Linked DNA regions of Mus musculus: all the other regions are linked to region 3. Evidence: chromatin contacts called from public Hi-C and promoter capture Hi-C data. All regions are on one chromosome and are shown on one strand. Each heading gives the region's core, a stretch centred on a gene start, on an enhancer-like site or on the middle of the called end of the contact. The rest is flanking DNA. Distances are from core to core; before and after follow the strand shown. Region 1 holds the start of Zscan25 (zinc finger and SCAN domain containing 25). Region 2 overlaps Smurf1 (SMAD specific E3 ubiquitin protein ligase 1). Region 3 holds the start of Arpc1a (actin related protein 2/3 complex, subunit 1A). Region 4 overlaps Smurf1 (SMAD specific E3 ubiquitin protein ligase 1). Region 5 overlaps Trrap (transformation/transcription domain-associated protein).

Region 1 (5,734 bases), core at 1,373-3,872, 200 kb after region 3:
ATTTTATTTTTTAAAGATTTATTTATTATATATAAGTACACTGTAGCTGTCTTCAGACACACCAGAAGAGGGCATCAGATCTCATTACAGATGGTTGTGAGCCACCATGTGGTTGCTGGGATTTGAACTCTGAACCTCTGGAAGAGCAGTCAGTGCTCTTAACTGCTGAGCCATCTCTCCAGCCCCCCTTTTTTAAAATAAAAAATTATTTATTTATTTTATGTATGTGAGTACACTGTTGACCTCTTCATGCACACCAGAAGGGGCATTGAATCCCATTACAGATGGTAATGAGCTACCGTGTGGTTGCTGCCAACTGAACACAGGACCTCTGGAAGAGCAGTCAGTGCTCTTAACCCCTGAGCCATCTCTCCAACCCCTCCTGTTTCTTGAAGGATCAGTAACATCACCCCAGAAGACCCGTGCTCTGCTCTTCCTCCATCTGTGTGAGTATTCCTAAGCATACCTCCCCGTCCTTGATGGTCTTTGCTGCCTTTGGTTCATGAAGTTTGGCTAATCCTCCACTCCTTTGTATTGGCCGTGATTCTGCCTGAACGAAACTGGAATACGATCCTATCAAAATTCCTTGAACTGCTGCCTACTCAAGGATTTTCTTTTTATCTTTTCTCCTTTTAAATTTTTTCAGTTTCTTAAAATAATAATAATATTATATTATAATATTATAATATATATGATATTATAATATATAATAATATATAATAATAATAATATTATAATAATAATAACCACTATGTTGAACTATTCTTCAAAATCCAAACCTGGAGGTCAATGGGAGAGAATGTATTACAATATTCAAATGACTGAATTTTTAAAAAAAGAACATAATCACAATAGGTATTTGAATTAATGATATTAAAGAGTTATGCGCTAAAATGGGCATGGTGGTACATCCCTTTAACCCCTCAGGGCTAACTCAGGAGGCAGAGGCAGGCAGGTCTCTGAGTTCGAGGCCAGCCTGGTCTACAGAGTGAACCAGAACATCCAGGGCTACACAGAGAAATCTTGTTTCAAAACAAACAAACAAACAAACAAACAAACAAACAAATGCAGAGCAAAAACCCAAACCAAAGCAAAATGAAAAATTTACTTCATTTTGGGTCTTACTATGTAGCTTTGGCTGTTCCAGAACTCTGTAGAGCAGGCTGGCCTGGAACTCATAGGGATCTGCCTGCCTCTGCCTCCTTGGTGCTAATAGTAATGATATGCACTACCATATTTGGCCTGAGCACCAGTCTCTAGTTCCAACACCGTTTCCTGTCTTTCCCTGAAAGAGGAAATCATGTCTAAGCCTAACTAAAATGTCAGCTGCTCTAAAACAACCCTCCTATCACAAGATGTTTCTTTGTTTTCCCAGAGAAGCCAGTATACATGTGTTTTGTAGGAATTCTGCAATAGTTAGTACACTAAAATGAGAAAGTTAAAAGCATACAGTCATTAGGCAGGCATGGTACTGACAGTATTTTAATCCCAGCATTTGGGAAGCAGAGGCAGATCTCTCTGAGTTCAAGGCCAACCTGACCTATACAGCAAGTTTCTGAACAGCCAGAACTACATAGAGAGACCTTGTCTCAAACAAAACAAGCAAGCAAGCAAGCAAGCAAGCAAACATACCAAGAAACAAGCAGAAACAGCTTTGGGGAGACCGTTTATTTTGGCTCACAATTCCAGATTACAGTCCTCATTGTAGGGGTGTCAAGGCAGCAGAAACTTGAAGAAGCTGGTCACATCGTATCCACAGTCAAAAGCAGGGAGAAATGAATTAGTATCTGTATGCTTACTGTTTATCTCCCTTCTTATACAGTCCAAGACCCAAACCCACCCATAGTAGACTGGCTCTTCCTGCATCATGCCCACAGGCCACCCTGTCCCGGAGGGATTGTCTAACACTTTATTAAGACTCTTCCAGTCGGGCGTGGTGGCACACACCTTTAATTCCAGCACTCGGGAGGCAGAGGCAGGCGCATTTCTGAGTTCGAGGCCAGCCTGGTCTACAGAGTGAGTTCCAGGACAGCCAGGGCTACACAGAGAAACCATGTCTCGACCCCCCCCCCCCCAAAAAAAAAAGACTCTTCCTAGATGATCCTAGATTGTCAAGGTACAGTTAAAACTATTACCTTTCTTAAAAGAACATATTGTCCAATTGCCTTCTAAATATTTATGTTTGGGGACAGTGCGATGGCTCATTGGGTCAAAGTGCATGCCCCCAAGCCCGATGTGTGAGTTCTATTCCTGGGACCTATGTGGTGGAAGGAGAGAACCCACTCCACAGGTTGTCCTCTGACACACACTAAATAAACCTAGACAAATGTTAAAATATTTATGTTTCTACACATAGACTAATCCATCTCTCAGACTAGGGCAGAAAAACTACTTTTTGTAGAGACTCATTAAAATATATATATATGGAATAAATAAATAAATAAATATATATTTATTTATTTATTCCATATATATATGGAAGTGCAATAGAGCCAGGAGATGGGAACCTGGAGTGGCCATGACCGACCATAGAGACATACCTCCTTCTCGGACCTCCGAGCTTCCTAGAGAGGAACCGGACGTCAGCCCTTTCCATAGGGCACCTGCTTGACAGCATCCGCCACCCACTTCCGGTCCGCGCAGGCCTGGGCAGGTGCTAAGCGCGCAGTCAAGGCCCCGGGCAGGCCGGGTCGGGGCGGGGCTGGACGGAGCAAGCTGCTGCTCGGCGGGGCAGCAGCGGGCCAGGGGTCGTAGGCTCCACGCACAGCGGTGATCTCAGGTAAGATCCATGCGGGTCGCGGTCGGGCCAGGCTGGGGGCCTAAGGTGTCCAGGACCCGCAGGAAGACCTTGACCCTGGGACTCCGAAAAGGGACGCTAAGCGTTTTTAGACGCAGATGCAAGACAGGGATGGGAAGAATAGCCACGCGGCGCCTTCTGTCTGCCAGAGGCCTGGAAGATCCACGGGGGCCGCTTGCCCCAGGGCACTGGCGGACCGAGCTAGACAGTAGCAGGGACGTTCGAGAAAGCTGGATGAAGCAGAACGATGAGTGTTAGAGGTGGAAAGATGAGGAATCAGTTTCACAGGCGGACAGAGAAATACCATATGTAACATAAGGACGTGGCCTGCCGCACCCTAGTTGCGCTAATGAGCACAGCGCCTTACTGCTTTGGGCTTGGGGCCTGTTTTGTCAGCCCGCCTGCCCCGGAAGTAAACAAGACTGATTCTGGTTTTTTTTTTTTTTTTTACGGTCTGCATCGCAGCCTCTTTTTCCTAGGGTGTTATGTTTGCTACTCACCTGTCATTCTTTCCTCCCTTTCTCTTTCCTCCTTCCATCCTCTTCTGCTCTCCCTCTTTTCCAGTTTCATCGTACCCAGGTTGGCTTGGATCTCGCCATCCTCCTGCCTTGGCCTCTCAGGCCACTAACGACAGGCCTGTTACATCTTTCTTTTTTTCTAGACAGGTTTTCACTATGTATCTCTGACTGCCCTGGAACTCACAATGTAGAGCAGGTTGGCTTCAAACCCATAGAGATCGGCCTGCCTCTTATTCCCAATGTTGAAATTAAAGGTGTGCACCAGTACACTCAACTTTTTCTTTCGTCCTTTTTTTTTTGATATATGTATATGTGTGTGTGTGTGTACGTACATGTGTATAATATATGTGTGTGTGTGTGTGTGTGTGTATGTGTACGTATATGTATATAGCTGAGTATAGTGGCCCACAACTTTTTTTTTTAAATTTGTTTATTTACTATATATAAGTACACTGTAGCTGTCTTTAGACACGCCAGAAGAGGGTATCAGATCTAATTACAGATGGTTGTGAGCCACCATGTGGCTGCTGGGATTTGAACTCAGGACCTCTGGAAGAGCAGTCAGTGCTCTTACCTGCTGAGCCATCTCTTCAGCCCATATTTTTATTTTTATGTGATGAGTTTTTTTTTTTTTTTTTTCCTTACTGCATGTATGTCTGTGTACTGTATGCCTGGAGTCCAGAAGATGCAATAGATTTTCTGGAACTGGAGTTACAGACTCCAGTCTGTAAGCACACACATGGTGAAGCACCATGTGTGTGCTGGGAAGTGAACCTGGGTCCTCTGCAAGGACAGCAAGTGCTCTTTAATTGCTGAGCTGTCTCTCCAGCCTCACCTTTCTTTTTAGACCCCAATGTTTTGGGAGGGAGTCAGCTATAGCTGCCTGCATATTCTTTCTGTCTCTTTTTTTTCCTATGGGCTTGGGGCCTGTTTTGACAGCCTGCCTGCCCTGGAAGTAAACGAGACTGATTTTACGGTTTGCATTGCCGCCTCTTTTTCTTCTGGTGTAATATTTGCTTCCTTTCTGTCATTCCTTCTTCCCTTTCTCCTCCCTCCATCCTCTTTTCCTTTCCTGTTCTTCCAGCTTCCAGTGTCTGACATTTTTGTACATGCATATGCTATGTCTTGAGTATATATGCCCTAACTCTCCTCTCACACCCCTCCAAGGGACACTCAAACATCTCCTCCCATTTTCACGACCTCTTTTTTCTTGGTCTGAGGGCTGATTTTACTGGTTGATCCTATGTGGGTCTTGTGTAAATGGCGTGGCTGCAGTCAGTTCACAAGTGCCATGGCTGTGCCGTGTCCAGAAGATAGCATCTCACTGAACTCTTTTTGCCATCTTCTGACTCCTGGGTTCTTTCTGTCCCCCCTTGCACTATGTTTCCCGAGCCTTTGCTTTGTGTGGGGTGTTGATAACAGATGTCCCATTAAGGGCTGAGCTCTCAACAATCACTCATTCTCAGCACTTTGACCAGTTTTGAGTCTCTGCATTAGCTGCAAGTAGACAGAGGCTTCCCTGGCCAAGGCTGAGAGCAGCACCAATCTATAGGTGTAGACATAAATATTTAGAAGGTGGCTTGACATCATGTCTGTTTTAGAAATACCGCAGTAGTAGGTTCTCCCTTAGGCTCATAATCTCCCTGGCTATGGGCTTTTGAGCAGGTTTACAATCCCAGGTATGAATTCCCTCCGTGGGCATGTCTTGTCTGTCAGGCCATTCCTTACTGGAGCACACAAGTGTCACTGCTGGGAAGTACCCAAAAGTGATGGCTTTTCTCCTCCAGTGGCCTGTGCAGCGCCTTCCAGCACTATGAAAACCAGTTAACATGGAGGAAATGCCAGGTCAACTCCAGCTTGATTTTTTTTTTTTTCCTGTGTCCAAATGTATTGTGTCTTCTGCAGGGTTTTACCATCTCGTTACGATGGGCAATCAAGAGCAGTGCAGTAACCTGTATGGCATGGTATTTACCCTGAGGACACTGTCATAGTCAAGCCACTAGTGTATTTGTTGGTTTCAACCTTAAAAATTTGTCTTGATTTTGTCTGCTCTACTGTCACCACCCTGACTGATCTAAGCCCAAGCCAGTTGATAGGGTTTTCATGATAGATGTCAGAATTCTCAGACAGTCACTGGTGTAGACCCGGAAATGGATGGGCTGACCTTCCGTGCATCTTCTCTTCTCAGACGGGTCACCCTTGTTGTCATCCTCAGCCTTGCCGGAGCTTGAAGATGCTGAAAGAGCGTCTGGAGATGGCAGGAGATCCTCAGCAGCAGATGGGTGCTCCAGTGGTCAAACTGGAGAAGGAGCTGCCATGGGGCAGGGGAGGGGAGGACTCGAGTCCCGAGGCATTTCGGTTGAGGTTTCGGCAGTTCCGCTACCAAGAGGCTGCTGGTCCCCAGGAAGCCCTCAGGGAG
Region 2 (5,946 bases), core at 1,663-4,162, 170 kb before region 3:
TGAGGACTCAGATGGGGCCATGTGTCACATTAAAATGTTAAGTCACTGCTGCCAAAGGCGGAGTGAGAAGATATGTCAACTTCTTTTAGCTGATCATGGGCCATCAATTCCACCCTGTGGTGTGTAGTCACTGGAAATACACATATAAAGTACGCACACAGAACATGCTCACAGTATTAGAGAGGCATAGCTCAGCAATGAGAGACAAGGCCTGGGAGCCACTGAGATGTGTCTGCTTGGGTGCACAAAGCACACAGAAGGAGCCAGGCAGGCCCTGTCACTGAGGAGACTGAGTTGGGAGGTCCACTTCGGCACAGGAGATAAGGGACAGCCTGGGCAACACAACAAGACAATCTCTCAAAAGAGGAGATCAATGAGCTGAAGATGGGTCAGCAGATAGAACACCCACCCAACCACTGCTCTTCCAGAGGACCTGGGTTCAATTGCCTACACCCTCTCCCCTGGCCTCTGTAGGTCACATGGTGCATAGGTATATATGGAGGTCAAATACTCATACATGTAAAACAATAAAGTTTAAAATTTTGTTTTAAAGGGAGATCATCCATCCTGGTAGAATCATGTTAAAGGGCCGAGTTATAATAAGGAGTGGCCTGGAACATGCTACACAATGAAACGAGGTAATGCTAGGCTTTAACCAAAACAGAACCATCAGTGTCCATGAGATGTCAGACTGATAGGACTAAATTAGGCCATAAAGCAATAACCAGGAAAGACGATGCCCCAAGGGTACAGAGGTACCCCAGATCCATGAGGCTGGAAGAAGCAGAACAGAATGCCTTCATAGTGGGAGGAATCAAATCAACACAGCCAACCTTAGCCAGGGGCCACAGGCCAGGCCAGGCGGTTAAGTTCCACTGCTGGTGCCTCCTGTGACAGGCAATTGACAATGGTGTCTCAGGGGTCTGACTCCTCCAGATTCTAAGTGAGAAAGACATTCAACAAACTCCAACTGAGTTAAACAAAACAGCCAGTTAGTTCTTTTAGAAACTGCCCAGGCCTCCAAACAAAAGCTTCAGAGGCTGTCCCCAGAGAGGAGCCCAAGAAGTGAAAAGAGCACTCTTCAAAACTAGGGGACCTGAGGACCCCAGCCAACAGGAACTGAGAGAGCTCGGTCGGGCTCACTGTGAACTAGGGAGGCTCCCAGGCAGTGTGGAGGGGCTCGGTTATCTTCCTAGTAACTTGCAAACACTAAAATTATCCTTTAAAGTCAATTTGTCAAGTAAAACAAACAAATGAACAAACATACAATCAAGAAAGGATAAAAAGTGACCAGGTTGTATAATGCAACCCTGCTCTGGAGGACACACACACTGGAGCACTGGGAGGTAGGCTGGAGCCTCAGCACTGGGTAAAACTGGGTGGAGTTCAGCATGACACTGGACGAAGGAGGGTTACAAGTTCAAGGTCATCCTTGGTGATGTGATTTTAAGTCTAGCCTGGGCTATGAGAAACACTGCATCGAGAAAAGGGGTGGTTGGGAGGGGAGTGCTAGAAAGATGGCTCAGTGGTTAAAGGCGCTGGCTGCTCTTCCAGAGGACCCCAGTTCAAATCCCAGCAACCACATGGTGGCTCACACCTATCTGCAATGGGACCTGCTGCCCTCTTCTGGTATGTCTGAAGACAGTGTAGTCATAGTACTCGTATACATAAAATAAATAAATAAATCTCTTTTTAAAAAATTAAAAGGGAAGCCAGTGGAGCAGCTTAGTGAGAAAAGGCATCTGCCACTAACCCTGATGGCCTGGGTTCAAAACCTGGGGCCTCCACGAGCACACAGCAGCAAGTGTGTCAGGACACTCCCGATACACAGCTTTTTGCTGGGCGTGGCAGCACACACGTGACAGTGCTTAATCCCAGTGCTCAGTCAGGAGGCAGAGGCTGCTGGTTCTTTGTACACTGTAAGCCAGCCTGGTCTACATAATAAGTTCTAGGCCAGCTAGGGCTACAGAGAAAGACCTTGTCTCAAAAACAAAAGCAAAACCCCACACATGGACACAGGGGCACACACTTAGGACCCCAGGAGAAGCAAGCATATTGGCAGCTCAAGGTTAACCTCAGCTATGCAGCAAATTCAAGGGTAGCATAAGCTACATGGAGAGTTGTTTGTAAAAAGCAGAGAAGAGCATTAAGTAATATGACATACTTTCCCTACTTTGTTTCAGGCTAGAATTTTCAAATTTCCTTCAATATGACTATATGAAAAACATTCACGAGGAAAATCTTATTTTTCAAGTCGTTAGTGACTTTGTAGAAGAGAGGGGAGGGCCAGGCGCTGGTGTTCGCGTCCCCGCCGTGCCCTGCCGTGCCCCGCCGTGCGCCAGTGCTGTGCCAGCTCACCCTGTGCAGCCCCTGCTCAGGTTATTAATATGCCAGTTACAAGCCTCGCCACCAGCCAGCTCCAAAGGCTGGCCAGGCACTGCTCCAAGTTGGTGCATACATACATCAGAAAAGGACAAGACAACTCAAAGAGATGAGGTTCAATTCCGCAAAAATAACAGAGCACCCAAGACTGTCCTCAATATAGACGCTTCCAAAAACTGATTCACAAAATAGTTTGCGAAGGGCACTGAGGCTGCGCTGCCTTTTTTTTTTTTTTAAAGGCAGAGGCCGAGAATGTGCCCCCCCCCAGGCCCCCCACCCCCACCTCTAGCTCTCTCTCGGCAAGAGCAAAGTGAGGCTGTGGCCATGCTGCCATCCCAAGTTCCCACTTCCTACTGAGCTGGGGCTCAGATGAGGAGGTGGAGGCTGCCAGGCTGCCCACGTGCTGCCAGCCTGCCCATCCTTCTCGTCCATCCATCCCTGCCACCTCCTCACTGTATAATAAAGGCAGCGGGACGGGACAGAGATTCCTCCACCCATCCCCAGAGCTCCACTTGGGGCAACATTCCTAGCATGCCCACATGGGTATGTGGGCAGGAGAGGTCTCAGGGGGGATGGTGGGAGACAAAGGACAGAGTCCAGGGTAACTGAAGGATAGTGTGTCAAGCAACATCTCTATGTCACACCCCCACCTCCTCCTGCCTCTCATGCACTTGACTGAGGCAGGAGATCCCAGCTGCAGAACTAGCAACTGCCAAACTCTCCCACGGCAGTCACGGCACACAAGAAAAACACCAGCTCTGTCAGCTACCATCAACCCGCACAGCACAAGATTTTTTAAGTTTTAGAACAGCTCTTGGATCAAAAAAGAAAGGCGATGTGGGACTGAGATCCGTGGAGCACAATAACAAAACCCTACCTCAAATTGCAGAGGCAAATTTCATTTGTAAGAAACCAGCAAGGGAGCTGGGAGGTGGCCCAACGGTCAAAGTGTCTGTCACACACTAGTCGGGACAGAGCTCAGATCTCCAGAACTGATGGAAATGTGTGGTGCTCATAGCAGCCAGCCTGGAGCTCCTCCCTCTGAAGGGGAAGCACAGGAGTCCACAGATCAAACTGGCCACGTTTAAGTGAGCTCCTGGCTTGATTCACAGACCCTGCCTCAGTGAATAAGCCAGAAGAGAGAGAAGTCAATTCCAGATGCACACATGTGGATGGTCGCGCGCGCGCGCACGCGCACACACACACACACACACACACACACACACACACACGCACGCGCGCGCGCGCACAAACATATGCAAAGACATACCTACACACATGGGGGCGGAGGAGACCAGCCAAGGCTGCAGGGGAGGTAGGGAGAAGGGTAGTACATGCCTCTAATACCAGCACCCAGGAGGCCGAGACAGAGAATCCAGAGTTTGAAGCCAGTCTGGACTAAATAAGACACTGTCTCAAACAACCAAACCAAACCAAACCCAAAGACTGTAAACAAATGATAAAGCCAACAAACAATCCACATTGATTTAAGATGAAAAAGAAAAAGACAGAAAGACAGACTACAGTAGTACTAACCATGAAACCAGAGACCAGGTCCTGATCTAAAAAGTTAGGCTAGGCAGGGGTGGTAGCACGCTCCTTGAATCCCACAAGGCAGGAGATCTCTTTGGGTTGGGTTCAAAGTCAGCCTGGTGTACACAGTGAGTTTCAGGACAGCTAGGGCTATGGCTATTTTGTATCAAAAACCAAAAGCAAGCTAGGGGCTGGCAGACAGCTCAGCATGAAGATAACCAGCACAACACTTGGGGTCCTGAGCTCAGTCCCTAGGATCCACACGGGGAAGGCAGACACAGGCCTGCATGCTGTCCTCCAACTACCACAGCCAGGCCCTGCTACATGCACACACCTGTCTCAAAAACTAAGAAGATTAAAAGACAAAGAAGAACTTCTACAAGTAACAAGACTTCGAGGGCAGGTCGGGAAAGGCCAGTGGGAGCCAAGGAAGCTGGCAAGGCTCCTCTGGGGTGAGGGAAACGCTATAATTAACTGTGGTGGTGGTGTCAGGAGAGACTACAACTACCGACTAGTATACTAAAAAGTGACATATTGTGGCATATAGTATTTATATCTCAATTAAAATGCTACCAACCCAGAATAGCCAGTACCCTCCTGAGTACTGAGGTTAAGTCAACATGCTGTGCTGCGCATTTACTTCAGCAGGACCTGTGAGGCCACTGTGAAAGACACACTGTTACAACAGAGATTTGCTCTGGAACATTTTAGTTTCTAAGACTAAGTCTTGCTTGGTCCTTAGCATGGCTCTAGAGACTAGGATCAGACTAGGACAGTGAGGGAAGACAGACAGATGGACACATAGGAAAGCTGAGGTCTGGTGGCCTTGGATGTCTGGCGAAGAAGGCTCAGCACCCTGAAAGCCCAGCATGTGTACCCTGGACAGGGAGGCTGGATTGTTGCAGAGCTGGACAGGGAGGAGGCAGGGTCCGCATATACAGCTCGAGAGGAACCAGGCTTAGCTAATCTGAGCAGAGGCCATCTCTGCAGGGGAGTAGCCTCCAGGCAGGAAACGCCAGGAACAGAGCACTATGGTGGACATTCTCTGCTCATTTCCTCAACAGCCACATATGGACCAGAGGGGAAGACTGCCATTTTCCCATGATCTGAGGCTAGGGTCCTTGACATGTTCCTGCCTGTTTCAACAGCACCGATCTGGGCTGGAGAGATGGTTCAGTGGTTAAGAGAATTGACTGCTCTTCCAGAGGTCCTGAGTTCAAATCTCAGCAACCACATGGTGGCTCACAACCATCCGTAATGAGATCTGACTCCCTCTTCTGGTGTGTCTGAAGACAGCAACAGTGTACTTACATATAATAAATAAATAAACATTAAAGAAAAAAGAAAAGAAAAGGAAAGGAAAGGAAAGGAAAGGAAAGGAAAGGAAAGGAAAGGAAAGGAAAGAAAAGAAAAGCAGCAACCACCCACTCAGGGCTTCACAAACTTCGGGGCCTCCTCTGATCCCCAGAATCTCATGGCCCAGGTTGGCCACAAACTCTTCTATAGCTAAGAGAACCTTGAACTTGTGTCCCTCCTTCCTCCACTCCTGAGCGCTGGGGATTACAGCGGAGCCACCTTGCTAGCTTCTACTCCGAAAACCATTTCTGTTGAACGTCTATTAACAAGATTTAAGGTAGCTGGCCAGGATACTTAAGCACCGGAAGAGGAGAGCAGGCCTCTGCTGATTGCTTTTGCCAATTATTAAATGGAATGTTGATCAAGTAACACTTCAGATTGACAGGTAAATAGCCTGCCCACTAAGTAAACCAATTCAAGTTCTGGACAATGACTCATGCCATCCCTGCTACCTACACCCAATTCTTCAACACTAGCAAAATCCTCCACAATTCCCAAGATTCCCTATTGCCTAAAAACTGCTTCCCTTAGAGTTCAGGGGCCAGACCCTTGGTGGCACTCCTGGCCTCTGGGGCCTACACGGATTTCCTCTCTAAAGGCAGGCACACATCTGCACATGCGTGCACAGACGACACGTGTTTCAGGCACACATCTGCACATGCGTGCACAGACGAC
Region 3 (5,817 bases), core at 825-3,324:
AAATGGGCATCAGATCCCATTACAGATGGTTGTGAGCCACCATGTGGTTGCTGGGATTTGAACTCAGGACCTCTGGAAGAGCAGTCAGTGCTCTTAACCACTGAGCCATCTCTCCAGCCTAGTGAGTCTTCTTTTTTGAGACACGATCTCATGTAGTCTAGGCTGCCCTCAAACCCTTATGTTGCCTACACTGGCTCTGATCTTCCTCCCTCTGCCTCTGAAGTGCTTGCCGTTACAGGCACGTGGCACCGCGTCAGGTTTGTACAGGGCTGGAGCTAACAGAGGGGTTTGTGACTGTTAGGTAAGCACTCTTGTCAACTGAGCTACAACACTAGCCATGATCTTTATTTTTATACTTAGCTAACCTTCTCAGGCTTGTTATGTAAAGCCCTTGTGGTGTATCAGCAGATCTCTAGCTTCCTCCAACACTAAGGCTAAGAGTTCTCTAACCTAAGTTGAAACCTAGGAAAGATTGACTCTTCTTGCTATAACCCTCCTATCCGATGTTCCCACCAATGCAACTCTGCTAAATGTTCTGATGTGTGGCTTTCTCTTGTCCTGCAACTATAAAAGTTCACCCAAGGCCAGCGAGATGGCTTGGTGGGAAAAGCGCTTGCTGAACAAGTCCGACCACATGAGTTGGATCTCTGGAATCCGTGTAAAGGTGAAAGCAGAGAACTGAGTTCACAGAGCTGACCTCTGACCACCATATGAGTGCTACCCACTCACACAGCACACACACACACTCACACTCACACACACACTCACACACACACTCACACTCACACACACACACACTCACACACACACACACACACACACACACACACACACACACACAGACCGATAATAATTCTAAAGACCATAACGCAACTGTTTTCAAGGTGGGGCAAACACTTAGGGTAAGGAATCCGAGCACTGCTAAGCAATGCTCATGGATATTTGACTCGAAATAGACTATTCCCTTATTTCTGTTAGGGCAGTGTTTACTGTCCACTGGGTCAAATATATAGACCACCACAAGACAAGGACTGGGGTGCCTACCTCTAGTGGAACCTGGGTACTTAACTGGTTGCTTCATAATTTCTACCAGAGCAGGGGCAACAGTCTGACTGGATGTAGCATTCAGGGCAGTTCTTATAAATTGCATCTACATAGAATACACTCTTTCCATGTCACCATTGCGCCTTCTTGTGGTGTCATTGTGGGTGCAGGAACAAGTGGTCCTGATCTAGGAACAGTCAAGGGGACTCTTAGGTAGACTTGAGACTTTCTACTGAGGGTCCAGGACAGGGACAGTCCGCCAGGCAGAAAATAGTCACCAGTTCTGACCCACCCTCTATGAAGGAACACAAACATAGTTTCAAGGGCTGGCAAGATGGCTCAGCTTAAAAGATTGTATTGTTCTCGCTGAGGACCTGAGTTCAGTTCCCAGCACCCACATGGTGTAACTTACAATTCCAGCTCCAAGAGGATCTGTTGCTCTCTTGGCCTCCAGGGGCACCTGAATTCACATGCGTATACCGACACAGACATCCATATAATTCTTTTTTTTTTTTTTTTTTTTGGAGACAGGGTTTCTCTGTGTAGCCCTGACTGTCCTGGAACTCACTCTGTAGTCCAGGCTGGCCTCAAACTCAGAAATCCACCTGCCTCTGTCTCCCAAGTGCTGGGATTAAAGGCGTGCGCCTCCACCGCCCAGCCACATAAATATTTTTATTTTATTTTATTTTATTTTGAATTGTTCTTCAGAACCACAAAGCCTGAGAGATCCTAGCTCAGTAATTTGTAACAAAAAGCACTTGAGAAGCTCCCAACGCTGCACACTTGGGCCATGGTTCAGAAATGTGTGTGTGTTAAAACCTCCTTAAAGAAAGGAGTAGGACGCCCATCCAGTTCCACAAGCACGCCCTAGCGCTGACGAGCGGCTGCCTCACCTGAGCAGCAGCCGCTCTTCAGACAGAACACGCCAACAAAGGCTACGTTCTGCGCCTGCGCCTGCGCCAAGCGCCAGCTGAGAGCGGCCGCTCTGCGCAGGCGCTCCGGTCACTTCCGGGATCTGTCAGCCTCTCCCTCTAGGCCTCCCTCCTCCGTCCGCGCCCGCCGGAGCCAGTTCGCGTCGACTGACCAGAGTCCGCGAATCGTCCGCTCCGGACCTCCAGACCTCCCCAACCTCAGGTAAGGAGCCACAGGGCGGAGAGTCTGGCCCGGGTCGCCTCCATTTTTTTTTTTGTATGTTCTATGGCACGCGGGGGCGGCGGGCCCAGGGCTGTTAGGCGCGGGGTCTGGAGCTGAGGGGCCCGGGATCTCAGCCCTTCGTGGTTACCTCTGAGTCCCTGGTGCCCCCCTCACACACAGACCGAGCGTTTCTGAGCACTTTCCAGCTGCCCTCCATCTCGGATGAGAGAAGGAACAACTCGGCTTCCGACACCCCCATAGTACCATTTGCACCCCTACTGTGAGCATTTACCACAATCTGTAAAATTAGTTTAGACGGGCGGATCTCCCCCCCCATCCCCCGGTGGCTTGTCACGAGTATCTGTTCATCTCGTCAACATCTAGGATGTTGCCTAGAGCAGCCTCCGAACCGTCAGTTATTGGGGAACCCTTCCCAGCAAGAGAAAGCCCATCTTTCCAGTAACCTTAAGATTCCCTAGCTCTAGCCCCCGCCCCCGCAAGTCAGACTTGTACTCTCCTCTGCACCCGTATTCATAGGGTCCTTTATGTAGAACCCTCCGAGTTCCCGTTTGACTCTGCCACTTTGTCAGGTGTCTCTGGGAAGGTTGTTTCTTGGTGCCTCAGTTTCCCCAGCTGCAGTAAGAAGATTCTTAGTCTACTTGGTTTTATGGGTTTCGCGTGGAGTTCGTGTGCTTGAGTTGCTTACAGCAATTCCTAACCCAGAGAAGCTGTTCAAATGATCTGATAATAAATGATAGCCATTACTGGTGCTTCTGAGACTTTCAAGGCATATCTGCCTTCCTTTACTTTCTGCTCTCTTTCCTCCGGAGAAGGACATGAGGACAAGGATTTATTCATGTTCCTGGCCCCGTTCAGATACTGAACACTGTTGGGAACATGGGAGGCACTTAATAAATTGCAGCTTAGAATCTCTGAGTATAAAGCCATCTGTTGTCATGGTGTGTTTCTCTCCTATCTTCTCCTTGCCCAGTTTCTGAAATGACCTAGGTTGGCATCCTATTTTATCAGTTCCCTTAATCTTTTGGTTTCCTAGTAGGCCTTAGGATTTCAGGTCTCTATAAGTTATCAGTCCCGGGTGTTTACCCCATTAGATCAAGTCACTGGCTGTCTCAGGGGTGGGGGTTGGGGGAAGGCTTCTTCAATTCATATGCTGTTCACAGCTGAGAGGACCCATTGGAAATTGCAGACTCCTTTAGAGGATGGGTGGCAGTGTTTTGAATCTAAATTATCTAGTGTTAGGTCAAAATAAGTTCTCTACAGGAAGTGTGGAGATGGTCTGATGAAGCTGGAATTTCTAATGAAGCCTGTCAGAACATTGGTAGGGCGTGGTGACCTGTTGGAGCACAGGTATCGCTGGGCTGGGTAAGGAGAGCAATTAGAAACTAGATGAAAGCCGGGCGTAGTGGCGCACGCCTTTAATGCCAGGACTCGGGAGGCAGAGGCAGGCGGATTTCTGAGTTCGAGGCCGGCCTGGTCTACAGAGTGAGCTCCAGGACAGCCAGGGCTATACAGAGAAACCCTGTCTCAAAAAACCAAAAAAAAAAAAAAAAAAGAAAAAGAAAAAAGAAACTAGGTGAATCAATGACTTGAAATTGACCCTAACAGGGAATGGAAACTCTAACTTATGTGAATTTGTCAAGTCCCAGTGGAATGGGGTCAAGACACCAACATGTCCTTCTAGGACTGGTTCAAAGCTTTGTGTCAGAGGAAGAAAGAAAACCAATTTACTGGGCTTCCAAGATGGCTCCACCACTAAAGGCTAGGCTTACAACCCAAAAGATCAGAGAACTAACTTACCGGAATCAGTTTTGTGCTGCTTTTATGTGCTATCTCATTTAATCTTCCCAACGGTTGTCTTGTAATGCCATTTGGAGATGAAATGAAAATTTGCCCAGCATCTCATGTGTGTGTCAAAATGAAGATTCAAGCTCAGGTCCCCTCGTCTCAGATTTCCATGGCTAACTCGACATTAACATGACTCCACTTGAAGGCTGGGAATGTGGCTGAGTTGGTGCAGCCCTTGCCTGGTGTGCACAGTGCATAGGTAGGTAGGCTCACCAGTAGGGCAGGAAGAAAGACCATGCTAAGTGAAAGCTGAAGAGAGTAGGAGCCTCTTCCTTCAGTCCTCTTTATCCCTCAGTGCTGGACAGTGGCAACAGGCGCCTGATGCCTGCGTTTTGGTTGGTTGGTTTTGTTTGAGGCAGAGTCTCAACTGTATATAGTCCTGGTTGGCCTGGGACTCACAGAGATCCTTCCGCCTCTGCCTCACGAGTGCCCAGAAAAACCTTTTAAGTTCATGCAATCGCCTATGGTGTTCCCTTTTCTCCTTTTGAGTCTTGTTAAGATTTTCAAACATTGCTTAAATACCACCTGCAGCTTAGTGACTTAAAATTATCACCATATGAATGAAGGTTTATTTTACTTGGTACAAAATTGTGGCTTAAAATAGCCAAATGACTATAAAGGAAGGATATGTCTGAATGCGTGTTCAATTATAGGACTTGACTATAGACAAAATTAGAAATGCAGTTGTAGAAGTATTTCTGCTGTTGTGTGACTGGTCATCTCTTTTGGAACCTTAAGTATGTATGTCCTTAAGAAAAACTAAATAGGAGAATGAGAAAGTCTCTATCTGCATGTGCAACTTTCAGCTCTTCATGAAATAGGCATCCCTATTACATGTGGATATCCAAGTTATTAGTTTACAAACCAGTTTTGTTCAGTAACAAGCGAGTTCATCAGATTTGGTTTTAAGCTTCATTGCTTGCAGTTAATAATATTTGTAACAACCCGTTTTTTAAAAGGTGTGTATGTGTATGTTGCCATACGTGGGTAGTTGCCTGCAGAGGTGTCAGGTTCTTTGGAACTGGATATACACAGAAGCTGCTTGACATTACGGGTGCTGGGAACTGAATTCTGGTCCTGGAAGAGCAGCAAGTGCTGTTGACCATTGAACTTCCCCCCCCCCAGCCCCCCCAGGTCCCATAAGATGTTATTTTGAGTTTAACAGTTATTAGAAACGAGAGATACGGACACTGTGTATGTGCATATGTGCTGTGGTGCATATGTGAAAGTCAGAAGACAGTTTGGTTCTCTTCTACCATGTAGGCTCTAGGCAACAAACTCAGGTCATTAGACTTGCCACCAAACCCCTTTTGCTAGCTGAGCCATCATCATATTAGCCCTCAGCTCTTTGTTCTGAGACAAGGTTTCACTGTGTAGCTCTGACTGGCCTGGAATGAATAGTGAGTCTCCTGCCTCTGCCTTCTGAGTGCTGAGATTACAGTTATGTGCCATCTTGAAAGTTTGTTTATTTGTTTCTGTTTTTACAATGGGAGTCTTGCCAGGTGAGGTGGTGCACACCTTTAATCCCAGCACTTGGAAGGCAGAGGCAGGCGGATTTCTGAGTTCGAGGCTAGTCTGGTCTACAAAGTGAGTTCCAGGACAGCCAAGGCTGCACAGAGAAACCCTGTCTCGAAAAACCAAAAAAAAAAAAAAAAAAAAAAAAAAAGAATGGGAGTCTTACTACATAACCTTGGCTGGCTCAGAACTCACTATGTAGATCAGGCAAACCTGGAACTCATAGAAAACCAACTGCCTCCACCTCCCTAGTGCTAG
Region 4 (5,985 bases), core at 1,183-3,682, 200 kb before region 3:
CAACAGGCCTTCTAATGAGGTCAATCCCCTACCACAGCATGCTGGGTCTCCAAGGTAAGAGAACACCAAATCCTAGAAAGATGGGTGCGTACCTACCTTCCTGGGAACTCAAGATTTGCAGGGGGAATCTCATTTCCAGTATTTGTGAAAAGAGACACATCTATTGTCTCACAGTAACTTAAAAGCGGTGGCCCGTGGATCTCAGGCACAGAGCAGTCAGGAATGGTCTTAGAGACTGGGCGAAGGCTACGCTCTCGTTCTCCCCCACCCCTTTTCTCTAGCCTTATGAAGGGACACAGTGCCATGCTTCAATACCACACACCTATTCTGTAGGAGCTCGGGCCGTACCATGCTGAGGCGGCCATGGGGTCTTACATACACGCTCCTGGGAATGGATGTCTTAGCCCATCTTCAAATGTGAACAACAGTTAGGATGTACTTAAACCACTCATCTCAAACCTCTTCATTTGGTCACAGACAGCATCTAAACCTCCTGTGCTACCATGTAGCATCCCCACAGCCTTGGGAACTAGAATCCTGAAGGAGAGGTAGTGAGCCTGAGACAGAATCTTTCAATAAGGTTCTGAGAAGGAAAATGTGGAGCCGCACATCAAACAGACAATAGTTGCCCTTTTCTGCTAGGCACATGCACACATGCACAACACACAACCAAGGGACAGCCATGGCCCTTCAGGTTACAGTCCCAAGTGGTGGCACCACAGCCTTAACAAAATCTGATGCCCACAGCAGCGACCCAGTGGGACCTGCTGACTCCAGTCACTTGGCCCCAGGGTGTGAGCTGAGGTTATGCGGAAGGACACACAAAGGCCGTTTGTCTGATCCCACGGAGGCAGGGCTTACCAGGTATGGGCCTTGGGCAGGTTGTCTGTATTGGCGTCTATCAGGTGAATGGTGAACAGCCGGGGCCCTGCCGCGCCTGTAGAGCCTTACAAGACAACATTCTAGTTACTGTACTTCAGAGACAAGTCCTAGGAGTACCTGGCCAGGAGGCTCTGTGGCAGTGTGGCATGCTTGAAGCCAAGGAGCTTAGCGCCCCTACATATGGCCTGCCCAAGAACCTCTTTTTGGGGTAGCAGAAGTAGAGACTAATTGGTTCCCACACTTTACTAGACAGAAAGCCACTAGACTTTCTCTACTCTGGTCTTCCTGGATGCTTGTAGGTTTTCCTAGCGGCCTGCTGCTGCTGAAACTACAGAGGCCAGTGGATGTTGTACTATATAGGTGTGTTACACACTCCTGTGTGCAGGGTAAAGGGTGGCAGTGCTGGGGGCAGGAAGAGGCTCTTGTAGGGGCAGGAAGTCTGGCCACCTCCTTTGCAGGCCCTGCTCTGCCCAGCCCCTCAGTGTTGGAAGCAGCAGCAGGCGCAGGCTTAGCCTGTGCTAAGAGAAGGTTTCCGGTGCTGGGCGGGGAACCCCATCACCCCTGCAGAGTCTCTTCAGTCCTGTATCACTACAAAATAAGGTGGCCTCGGTCTCTTGAGGCCAGTGCAGTCAAGCTCTGGAGTATTTAAGCTCCAGCACCTTCCACCTGACCCTACTCCCTACAAGCTGGGGTTTGGCTGTTTGTTTTTTAAGAAGGGTAAGGGGACATCCACCTTGGGCTGGGGACACCGGAAGCTACCAGTAGCCCCTGCTGCTCCTGGATTTTAAAAGAGCACATGGGATCCATCAGCCCATGGGGGGCTCCAGTGTGGCCACACACCTGCCAGGCGCCCCACTGCTAACTATATGTTGTGAGAATATACTGGCCACTCTCACTCTCTAGCAGGATGGCCCACACTCCAAGTCTTGCTGTTCAACACCTCAGGAATGGCCCTGACTCCACGTCAGTCACCTTGCAGAGCCTTGAAGCCTTGGAGAGGAACTCTTGTGGATCCTGTCACAAACTGCAGGAGTCTGGCTCTCCTCTCCTCATCGAAGGTCTCCACCGCCTGCCAGAACCACCTGACGATGTTGCTGTCTGCCACACAGTGTTTCAGCCGGGTGTTGGACTTCCAGTCGTTCAGGTCTATCTTATCCAGCCCACCTATTATCAGCTGGGGAAGGGCGCCAGGCTGAGTGTTACCCTCAGATGCACAAAACACTGCCCCCGCCCCTCCCCCAAGACTACCGAGACTCAAGAAGCAGTGACAGTACAACTCCCACAGCCAAGCAGCAGACAGGCTGTCAGCAATCAGTCACACAGCTACTTGTCGGCTGACACCCCAAACCTGTAGTGAGTTTGCTGAGCACCAGGCAAGAGTGACTGGGAACAGCTAACAGAATGCAACAGGCCATGTGGAACGAGGGGACACAGAGCACTGTCCACTTGTTTAAAAGCTTGCTCAAAGCTCACACAGAGAGGCTCCACTCCAAAGCCCTCCGTCTCACAGTGGGCAGATGGCTGTGAGAACAATCTGGAAGGCTTAGGCCACTTGGCACCAGGCAGAGCTGGCGAGGGGTGAATGAGCCACTGTCTGAGGCCATGACTGTATGTTCTCAGTCTGTGAATAGCCAGAGTGGAGAGTGGAGAACAGCGAGGGAGGCCTGGTCCTAGGCAAGGGCTAGAGATCCCACAAGCCCCAGGCACAGACCTGCGACAGTGCCTGCAGAGCCAGTCAGTAGTTGCTGGCAAGGAGACAAGGCTATCCAGGTGCCCTCAGTCTCCCCCTGCACCAAGCTCACTGCACAGAGGGGTGCCAGGGGCCTCACTCTCTGAGGTCCCTAGGACACCTGGCACTCACCTCTAGTTCCTTCTGGTCAAAGGGCTTCAGCAAGTGTTGGGGAATGAGTTCGTTAAACCCCTTCTGAAGTGCTAAGAACTGGGCTTCGATTCCTCTCATAAACCTCCAGTTCACATACAGCCTGAAAGGAAAAGCCATGCGTTTCAGGTAACTGAGAAGAGGCCTTGAGAGCACCCTGTTCCCACAGTGGCTGTGACAGTATCACAGTGCAGTGACAGACAGCACATGTGAAGTTAATGTAGAGTCTGCTGAGGGGACACAAGCCCACACCCACCCTCCCTAGTAGCTTTTAGTTTGCAGGTCTGCTCTTACCCTTAATTATTATTATTGTAATTTAATTACTATTATTTTAAGCATATGCATGTTCTCCCTGCATATCTGCATCACAAGTGTGCCTGGTGCAGAAGTGGGTGTTGGAGTTGTTAGACAGTTAGCCAGTTAAGGCCACCATGTGTGTGCTGGTCCTCTGGAGGATCAGCCTGAGCTTCAGCCACCGAGTTGTCACTACAGCTCTTTCTATTATCTTTCTCAGACAAGGTTCCATGTATCCCAGGCTGGTCTTGACCTTGTTCTCAGAGAGGTCTGTGCCATCCCACCTGGCTTTATCTGTCACTTTTTTTTCTCCTCTTCCCCATCCAGGGAAAGTCTGGGACGCCCAGGCTGTAATTAGTTCAGTATGTAGCCCAGAATGACCTGGAACAACTCCTGTGTCAGCTTTCCAAGTGCTGGACTCACAGGGTGCACCACGACCATGCTACACCCAGCCTTAATAGCAAGTTAAAAGCAAACTAGCTCTGCCATTCTGGTTTTCCACTAAAAAGCAGGAGTCCTTGATGAGACCTCCTGGAACTGCCAAGACTTCAAAAAGGGTCTGTGAGACATGAGTGGCCATATGACCACCCACAGTATGCAAAACTGTCCCTCAGGTGGCATTGGGACACTGTAGTGAGCATGCAGCCACCTCTGCATCGAGAGCAGGGCTGTCACATGGAGTCTCTACTCCAGGTGCCCCGACAGCACCATCTGCTTGCTCCATGTCACCACTAAAGCCCTGCATATTACCGGACGTATTCCTTCTTGTTCTCCTCAGTGACAGGCACATTTCTGCCATTGGGTTTCAGTTCATGCTGGAGAATCCGCCCGAAAGCGTTGTGCTCCACGCAGAAGGTATGATCCAACACAGGCGTGATGTCATTCTCTCTGTAGATACAGGCGAAGGCTGGTTAGGCCTATGCCAGGGAGTCCTAACGGGCTGGAGAGGACCATGCTGGGCAGCTGGCAGGCCTAGCTAAGTTCTGTCCCTGACTTAATGATTACCACTCATGGGGGTATCACTCAGCCATCCTGTGACACCAGGGGACATGAAACCTAATTGCTCAGGGAACTGCATCTGGGAGGAGGCCTGGGAAGAGGCAGCTGAGTCAAAAGGACACGAGCCAGGACAATGAGGCTTCTCTCCTCTCAAGGTAGCCTTTCAAAGGCAGCCATTCCCACAAAAAGCACTGGCATTGTCAGGCTGCCTCCTTATCTGCCCTACTTCTTGACAAGCATTTCCCCACAGGAAAGCCCCTGCTCCCCACGGCCCTGTACAGTGGAGCAATCGAGGCCAAGGAGGACCCCCTGCCCCAAGCCAAACTCCACACAGCAGCATCCCCGACACGTCAGGGCCTGGGTCTTCCACAGGTGCACAGGTTCACCCTGTTCCTGCAAAGCATTTGGTTAACTCTAAAACAAAGGTAACTAAACAGGAATTTTGTTTTGAAACTTTCCCTTGCCTTCTGCAGACCACCTGAGAAACAATGGGGTACACGCCATGTATGCTCTCCCTCAACCCTGTCCCCCAACACATACCAAGAAAAGCTTGTCAGCAAACCTAATAGCAAGCCAAACTAGCTTATGAAAAGAACACAAGTCAAGTAAATGATTCCATCTGCTTTGTTCATTTGTAATTGCAACCCAATGTTTGATGATGCTATAGTTAATTCTGTTACTCTCTTTAGTTCCACACCTATTCCCCCAAAGAATGTGCACACACAACAGCAGCTCCGGGCTGTGGGGCAGGATGGTGACACTTACAGAATCCACACCAAGCTCTTATGCAGTTCTGGGTCCACGGACTCCAGGTCCGACAGCTGGATTGGCTTCCCCAGGAGCTGCTTGTAGAACGGAACTGTGAAACCCCCATTTATGTAGTGTCCGTGGAACACAGCCAGACCCATGATGCGACCCACAAAGTGGAAGTATGACAGATGGTCCTATAGGGGGTGCCAGAGAACCGCAAGCCATTAGGAAGATGAACAGTAGGCATGGACACCCACTTCCCATGGGCTTCCCGCGTATCTAGACCTAACAGGACATACACTCAGCTGCCCGTCACCCACCCGTGGCCAGACAGGATAAGGCTGTCCTTGAGTCCCAGCTTCACTTACTCCTAACTCGAGTGGGATTGGGACTTCCTCAATCCTTCTGTCTCCGCCTTCAGACTGGGATGACAGCTGTGCACCCTCACACCCTGGCCTAACACTGTGTATGTGTGTGCCCACTATCTCTTCCTGCGAACTCTTAGTTAACTTGCAAGGGCCTGGTACAACATAAAACTGTGGAGGCCTCAGGGAAGAAGGGAGCTCTTCTCCTTCCTTAACTGGAGGGCTCTGGTGCGGACAGTGTGGACAGCTCATGTGTTTCTGAAAATGTGTCAGGATTTAGTTTCCAGGCTGGGTAAATAAAGGTTTATTCCCACTGTGTGTGTGTGTGTGTGTGTGTGTGTGTGTGTGTGTGTATGTGTGTATGTGTATGTGTGTGTGTGTGTGTGCGTGTGTGTTTATGTGTATGCGCGTGCATGTGTGGTGTATGTGAAGGTTGCCTTCATTCCCTCAGGTGCTGCCCATTTTTTTGAGCCAGGATCTCTCACTAAAGCTGGATCTTACAGGTTAGGCTGGACAGCCAGTGAGCTCCAGGAATCACCCAGTTCCACCTCCCCACACTACCACACATGGTGTCTGGGGTTTTCTTGTTGTTTGGTGTTTTAAGACAGGGTCTTTTGGGAGCTGGAGAGCACTGACTGTTCTTCCAGAGGTCCAGAGTTCAATTTCCGGCAACCACATGGTGGCTCACAACCATCTGTAATGGGATCTGATGCCCTCTTCTGGTGTGTCTGAAGATATGACAGTGTACTCACATACTTAAAAAAAAAAAAAAGAAAGAAAGGCAGGATCTTTCTACATAGCCCGGACTATTCTTGA
Region 5 (5,944 bases), core at 1,074-3,573, 240 kb before region 3:
GGTGTACCTCCCATCCAGTGGCTGGCGTGGATCCCGCAGCTGCTCACCTGCCTGGTGGGCTCTGAGGGCAAGCTGCTGCTGAACCTCATCAGCCAGGTGGGGACAGTGTCAGGGATGCTGGCTCCTAAGGAGTGCTAGTGGTGTAAGTTAGACGGGGTTAGCGCCTCACAGCTCCTCCTGAGTGAGCAGGTGCCAGCTGTGCCCAGCACGCCAGGCAGCACCTCTCCAGTTGATTCTGTCCTCATGGGATTGTCTTGTGATTCCTGGAGAAGACTTGGTTTTTCTTGAGATCACATAAGCGATCCTCGAGACCCAAGTTTGACCTAGAGCTTAGCTGCCTGGTTACTGTCTCAATGTGTCCTCTATTGTCGCCCATGCAGTGGCTGCACACAGAAGCAGGTGTTCTGTGGCACGTCTGAAAGGTCTGAGTGATAGAGTGTCCTCTTGGTCACAAGCTAGTATGGTAGAGCTGGCACCTGCCACCTTGCCTCCGTGTTTGTTTGACTCCTGCAGTTGCATGAACCAGAGCGGCCTTTAGTGGGCTTGCCCTTTAGTTGGAGGCTTGTGCACAATCCCATGACTAATGGATACACAGGGAGTCTCACTGGTTAAGATCCGGAGCCAGTGTTTCCTGCTTTCCTCAGATTTGCTGAAGGAAATGAGTATGGTATCTGCCAGGAGTGGTCGGTTGCCAGGTAGAACTTATGAGATGCATGTGTGATCTGTTGGGGTTTTAAACAAGCTATTCCATCTGTTGGTCAGCAACTTTATATATTACATCAGTTGCTTGGTGTTGGCCTCTTTGACCCAAGTGCACAACAAAAACCCATTCACTGCTTGCATACAGTTACTCTCCCTACAAATTGTCCACTGCCCAGAACTCTCCCGTGGAACAGTGCAGTTGACTCCTTGCTGTCTCCCAGCAGGTTGGACGGGTATATCCCCAGGCTGTCTACTTTCCCATCCGGACTCTGTACCTGACCCTGAAGATTGAGCAGAGGGAGCGCTACAAGAGTGGTATGTTGTGGCTGGGGTGGCTGGCAGGGGGCTCCGAGGGCTCGTGGGGAGTACCCCAGATCATCACCATAACAGGTGGGCTACCCATCTCACCACTGTGATAGGCACACCCCTGCCCACAGCTCCCCTCCCACATGTAGTCAGGCTTCTTTTTGGTCAGGGCCAGAGGACCAAGCCTAATGGCTGAACAGTGTGTGGCAGGAGGGTAGGTGTTCATGGGATGACTTATTGGAGATAGAGTGAAGCTGGTGAGGTCCCCACTGTGGGAAAGCCTCAACAACCAAGATGTCAGTGTGTAAATGTGCTGTGGACCTGCTGAGGGCCTTGAGCTGTCAGCAGTCTGCTCTCTAGATGATCCTAAGAACCAAGAGCAGGACTTTGACTCTGCCCTGACCAGCCTTGATGAGCAAAGACCTGACTTTATGGTGTGGGTGCTTGGTAAGCACGGTGCCTCATAGCCAGTCAGCTTCCACACATGGCACCAGAGCCTCTGCCGGGGAGAAGGATCAAGTGTGTGTGTGTGGGGGGGCCGGGGGGAGCACAGTGACGTCAGCTCTTTGGCTTGGTCATCAGAAAATTAAGGTTAATTAAGTTCCTGGCTAAATATAGTGATCTTAAACCAGAAAGCTGGCCATGCAGTGTTCTGTTCTATAGTGTATTTCTCAGAGGTGACTATTTTTCAAAAATGTCATTTTGCAAGTGGGGGGTTGGCCTTCCTGGATGAAGTATTTAGATCAGTTTTTTAGATTCTTCGAACTTTTGTAGCAAGGAATATGTTGGGAGATGATTTTCCAAATATTTTATATCAGACAGCAGATGACACAGGGGCTCAGAGAGCCATGAGCCTTACCTGCTAGGACTCTCGGGTGGCAGGCAGTCTGTGGGCACACACGCTAGCTTTTCCCTGGGCCACCTGTATTCAGGGCAGAACTAATCTGCTCTCCACTCTTCGGTCAAGCGGGACAGTTGTTCTTAGAACCAGGCCATCTTCACCCTGTCCCTGGGAGGAAAGGTCTTGTCCCACCGTGGCAGGAACCGGCCTTCTGTGGCCAGTGGGTCCTGTATTGCGCTGAGGTGGCATCGTGGGTCTTGCGCTGACGTTGGCGTTGTGTGTGTTGCTCTCAGATTCTGGACAGCAGCAGCCCAGTTCAGCGGGTAACCAGTCCCATTCTGCGTCAGATCCAGGGCCCATCAGAGCGACAGCGCCCATGTGGCGCTGCAGCCGGATCATGCACATGCAGAGGGAGCTGCACCCCACCCTCCTGTCCTCCCTGGAAGGCATCGTCGACCAGATGGTCTGGTTCAGAGAGAACTGGCACGAAGAGGTAGGCGCCCTGGCTCTGCGGCCGCTGCCTCCTGTAGAGGGAGTGGATGGTACCAGCCGTGTCTGCAGACATGGCTGTGCTCAGACCGGGGTGTCTGATCAGCACAGCTCTTTACAGTTGATGTCACCGTGGATTAGGTAAATAGCTCTCCAGACAGCAGTGCAGCTTCAAGGCATTGAAATATGACGGCCGAGGGTGTTGTAGCTCAGTAGGTAGAGTGCTCGCCAGGAGTACACAGAGCCCTGGGTTTCATCCCAGCGCCTCATCAGCAAGCCATAGTGGTCCATTCCTGCAATCCTGGCACTCAGGAGTCCCAGGCCAGCCTGTGTCCCTGTGACAAGGAAATGGAGCTAATAAGGCTCCTTGCTACCGTGCGCACCTTCATGGCCTCAGTTCCTTTCTAACTGCTGCTGGTGGCTCCTGTGTGAGGGACAGGCTGTGGCTGTGGCTGTGGCTGTGGCAGTGGCAGTGGCAGTGGCAGTGGCAGTGGCAGTGTGTGGGTTTCAGCCTTGCTTCCACTCTGCTATCTCCCTAAGGGCAGTCACTTGAGCTGGGGACAGACTACCACTCACTTTCCTGCCCAGCAGTGTGTCCTGCCGGGCTCTGGCCAGTTCCATGTGGCCGTGAGAGTTTGTAGGTAATGTGGTGCCCACCGAGTGTCAGTAAAGGTGTGTATGGGCTTGACATGGCACGGGCCGCACCGGCTGCCTGCCACGCTGCCCTCTGACTCATGGTCTTTGTCTCTTCTGCTAGGTGCTCAGGCAGCTCCAGCAGGGCCTGGCAAAATGTTACTCTGTTGCCTTTGAAAAGAGCGGTGCAGTATCAGACGCCAAGATCACCCCTCACACTCTTAACTTTGTCAAGAAGCTGGTGAGCACTTTCGGGGTCGGCCTGGAGAATGTGTCCAACGTCTCAACCATGTTCTCTAGTGCGGCCTCCGAGTCCCTGGCCCGCCGCGCACAAGCCACCGCCCAGGACCCTGTCTTCCAGAAGCTGAAGGGCCAGTTCACCACAGGTAGGCTTGCCTGCGCACACGCTTGTTAGACTTTGTTTCTTTTCTTTTCTTTTTTTTTTTTGTGTGTTTTTGTTTTTGTTTTTGTTTTTTTCCGAGACAGGGTTTCTCTGTGTAGCCCTGACTGTCCTGGAACTCACTTTGTAGACCAGGCTGGCCTCGAACTCAGAAATCCGCCTGCCTCTGCCTCCCAAGTGCCGGGATCAAAGGCGTGCGCCACCATGCCCAGCTCTTTTTTCTGAGCCATCTCTCCAGCCCATAAATCATTTTTTTAAATATTTTTTTAAGATTTGTTTATGTATGTGAGTACATTGTCATTTTCTTCAGACACACCAGAAGAGGGCATTGGATCCCATTACAGATGTTTGTGAGCCACGATGTGGATGCTGGGAATTGAACTCAGGACCTCTAAAAGAACAGCCAGTACTCTTAACCGCTGAGCCATCTCTCCAGCTAGACTTTCTTAAAACATAACCTCAGGCCAGGTGTTGTGGTGTACATTTTGTTTAGATCCCAGCACTGAGGCAGAGGCAGGCAGATCTCTGTAAGCTCCAAGACAGCCTGGTCTACATATCAAGTTATAGTGAGAGCCTGTCTCAGTACTCAAACGTAAGGAGCCCATGACTGTCAACAGTCTGACTCCATATCTTATTTCTCACTGAAGGGCTAGAATTTGACCTTCAGAGAAAAGGGAAGGTTTTCAGCCCAAACCCTTGCCTTCCTGCGCTTGGTTTTGGGGGAAAGTTTTAAGTTGACGTGGAGAATTTTAAAGATTAAAGTGCAGGCCTCAAAGCAACAAGTGGGGTACAGACTTGCAGGAGGCAGGATGATGGGGGACCAGGTGAAGGCATTTTCTTTCCTAGAAGTCCCCTCCCCAGGCCTCTCTTGTCTCATCTGAGGGAACCTCCCCACTCCCTAAGTCAAGTGTGTGTTTGCGTGACACAGTGCCTTCTCCTATACACAACTTACCCCAGACAGATCTCTCTAACTCTCTGATTGGCCTGTAGGTATAGGAACACGATTTGCCTCGGTTTCTCAAAATCAAATGAAACATCTTGCTTGCGGTTTTTTTTTGGTAATTCTCTGAAGAAGTGCTTTATTTACGGATATACTGCAACCGTGGGGGCGTGGTGCAGCTCTCTTCTGTCTCTCTCAAGCTGGCTAAGTACTCAACCAGGGGGCCACACGCCCCAGACCCTAAAACTCTAGTCATTTTTAAAGCCTTACTATTTTTAAAGGATGCAATTAAAACTCTGTATTATGTGTGTACCTATAGTAGATACCTGTTAATTATGCAAGTTGCTTTACCGGTCAGCCTACTGTGATTCCACCTGGCATGCAGGTGTGACCTGTCACCTCACCAGGTGGTCTCCTGTGTGTGAACTGTAAGGTGCTTGAGGGTAACACAGCCTGCCTCAGCTGTAAGGTGCACTGAGCCTGTAACCCTGCACTCAGTACGGTCTATTCACACACAGAGACATCACACAGCTACAGCTAGAAATAATAAGAAAAGAAAAGGAAGTAGGGAGCTATACCAGGGAGCTGTTAGCTAAGAAGTCTGCAGTGCCATCACCCTGTTGAAGAGGGAAGCTCCTGAAATGAGCAGGGGTAAAAACCCATCACAGTGTCCTTAGACACTGAGGATCCGTCTGTTCTTACCTGCAGCCTCAGTGCCTTTATCCAGAACGTCAGATTCTCCCGTCACATGTAGTCTGCAAGAGATTCAGTCACAGACTGAAGCAGTTGTGTGGGTCTGTGTTCTGCCTTGTGCCTGGGGTGTGTGGACACCGCTCAGGCAGACACAATGCAAGGGCACTAGGCTACTTCCCATTCTCGATACCATTGGGGTGCCAGGCTTGTGGAATGCCAACATCCACTCAGGAGATGGAAGGTGGCCCCCCAGCCCGGGTGAGAAAAAGTGCAGGCAGGGGCCGAGGCTGTGGTTCCCAAACTACCAGGCATTCAGATGGGAATGGGCCCCGAGGATCGGCAGTGAGCCTAGGGCTGGGGGAGTCTAACTTAGTGAAAGGCTGAGTGTCTGGGGCTAGGAGAGGCCTTTTGTAGGAGACTTAGCTGGTGTGGCTTGGTAACAAGGTTCCCCCCACGGAGGTTTTGATGAGAGACAGTCCTGCTTGTCCAAACTGTTTAGTGAAAGATGGATGTATACAACTTACTCAGGGTGGGCCAGAGGTTAAATACCTTTATAAAGGGGAATGTTGGGAAAGAGAAGCTTAATTGGCTAAATCCTCTGGGCAGCCCATCTAGATACCTCATCAGCGTGGAGAACTCTGGGCTCCATGCCACGTGACCAGATGCCATGGTCTTCCCAGTGGAACGTGGGAGACACTTGCTCCAGGACAGGAACCATTCTCGATTACGAGATTTGCCTTGGTTCCTCAATCTGCTCCACCTTACCAGTTTTCTGTTTGGTGACCTGGTTCCACTTGACTCACACTAGATCTCAAACCCCAAAAGAAGTGAGAATCACAGTGTTTGTTCAGCTGACAGCCAGAGTTGAATGACTGTAGCGTGAGCTGTTCCCACAGGGCTGCTTCTAGGGAACCCTGCGCATATGTGGTGCGCTTATCTC

The links. Promoter capture Hi-C pulls out the DNA fragments that hold promoters and counts their contacts. A called contact is a pair of places that touch in the nucleus more often than the background predicts. Capture Hi-C pulls out chosen DNA fragments and counts their contacts.
Region 1: a contact with region 3 is called in a promoter capture Hi-C map of adipose tissue. The contact joins the promoter of Zscan25 here to the promoter of Arpc1a in region 3. A contact is called at or near these places in 6 of 484 Hi-C or Micro-C datasets (CD4 T cells, CD8 T cells, the G1E-ER4 cell line and 3 more), 2 of 115 datasets of contacts at active chromatin or transcription factors (effector CD8 T cells and memory CD8 T cells) and 2 of 9 other capture datasets (adipose tissue and liver).
Region 2: a contact with region 3 is called in a Hi-C map of cerebral cortex, with 1.8 times the contacts expected there. The contact joins the enhancer-like site here to the promoter of Arpc1a in region 3. A contact is called at or near these places in 2 of 39 promoter capture datasets (cranial neural crest and neural stem cells), 3 of 484 Hi-C or Micro-C datasets (cerebral cortex, embryonic stem cells and forebrain), 3 of 115 datasets of contacts at active chromatin or transcription factors (bone marrow-derived macrophages, memory CD8 T cells and stem cell-derived neural progenitor cells) and 2 of 9 other capture datasets (adipose tissue and pancreatic islet).
Region 4: a contact with region 3 is called in a Hi-C map of cortical neurons, with 2.3 times the contacts expected there. The contact joins the enhancer-like site here to the promoter of Arpc1a in region 3. A contact is called at or near these places in 5 of 39 promoter capture datasets (the 3T3-L1 cell line, the HPC-7 cell line, cranial neural crest and 2 more), 1 of 15 datasets of contacts at CTCF or cohesin (embryonic stem cells), 31 of 484 Hi-C or Micro-C datasets (the AML12 cell line, B cells, the N1E-115 cell line and 17 more), 9 of 115 datasets of contacts at active chromatin or transcription factors (the 230-238 cell line, bone marrow-derived dendritic cells, bone marrow-derived macrophages and 5 more) and 4 of 9 other capture datasets (adipose tissue, embryonic stem cells, liver and 1 more).
Region 5: a contact with region 3 is called in a promoter capture Hi-C map of hippocampal neurons, with 2.2 times the contacts expected there. The contact joins the enhancer-like site here to the promoter of Arpc1a in region 3. A contact is called at or near these places in 10 of 39 promoter capture datasets (the 3T3-L1 cell line, the C10 cell line, the SN4741 cell line and 6 more), 1 of 15 datasets of contacts at CTCF or cohesin (embryonic stem cells), 11 of 484 Hi-C or Micro-C datasets (the HPC-7 cell line, cerebellum, cerebral cortex and 3 more), 14 of 115 datasets of contacts at active chromatin or transcription factors (the 230-238 cell line, bone marrow-derived dendritic cells, cardiomyocytes and 6 more) and 4 of 9 other capture datasets (adipose tissue, embryonic stem cells, liver and 1 more).

Annotation. Positions count from the first base shown.
Region 1 is chr5:145,277,849-145,283,582 of GRCm38.p6, forward strand. It overlaps Zscan25 (zinc finger and SCAN domain containing 25), which reads left to right and starts at 2,623. Exons shown (of 6, transcript NM_001081431.2): 1 at 2,623-2,779; 2 at 5,504-5,734. The coding sequence starts at 5,549. It overlaps Gm38740 (a long non-coding RNA gene), which reads right to left and starts at 3,201. Exons shown (of 2, transcript XR_868692.2): 1 at 2,541-3,201; 2 at 1,658-1,738.
Region 2 is chr5:144,911,714-144,917,659 of GRCm38.p6, forward strand. The region is part of intron 1 of Smurf1 (SMAD specific E3 ubiquitin protein ligase 1); the gene reads right to left. Among named protein-coding and RNA genes, the nearest start is that of Gm33821, 4.4 kb to the right of the region's middle. Within about 2 kb of position 2,913, at least 52 of the 459 cell types and tissues checked have an H3K27ac peak or open chromatin away from gene starts, as enhancers often do. A contact at or near this core is called in cerebral cortex, embryonic stem cells, forebrain and 2 more, where this site is marked.
Region 3 is chr5:145,081,795-145,087,611 of GRCm38.p6, forward strand. Arpc1a (actin related protein 2/3 complex, subunit 1A) reads left to right here and starts at 2,075. Exons shown (of 10, transcript NM_019767.2): 1 at 2,075-2,178.
Region 4 is chr5:144,879,764-144,885,748 of GRCm38.p6, forward strand. Smurf1 (SMAD specific E3 ubiquitin protein ligase 1) reads right to left here. Exons shown (of 18, transcript NM_001038627.1): 13 at 4,820-4,998; 14 at 3,806-3,943; 15 at 2,744-2,864; 16 at 1,855-2,056; 17 at 862-946. Among named protein-coding and RNA genes, the nearest start is that of Mir7039, 14 kb to the right of the region's middle. Within about 2 kb of position 2,433, at least 33 of the 459 cell types and tissues checked have an H3K27ac peak or open chromatin away from gene starts, as enhancers often do. A contact at or near this core is called in cerebellum, cerebral cortex, cortical neurons and 2 more, where this site is marked.
Region 5 is chr5:144,843,273-144,849,216 of GRCm38.p6, forward strand. It overlaps Trrap (transformation/transcription domain-associated protein), which reads left to right. Exons shown (of 71, transcript NM_001081362.2): 62 at 1-96; 63 at 927-1,017; 64 at 2,143-2,342; 65 at 3,096-3,357. Among named protein-coding and RNA genes, the nearest start is that of Mir7039, 51 kb to the right of the region's middle. Within about 2 kb of position 2,324, at least 10 of the 459 cell types and tissues checked have an H3K27ac peak or open chromatin away from gene starts, as enhancers often do. A contact at or near this core is called in cerebellum, hippocampal neurons and pancreatic islet, where this site is marked.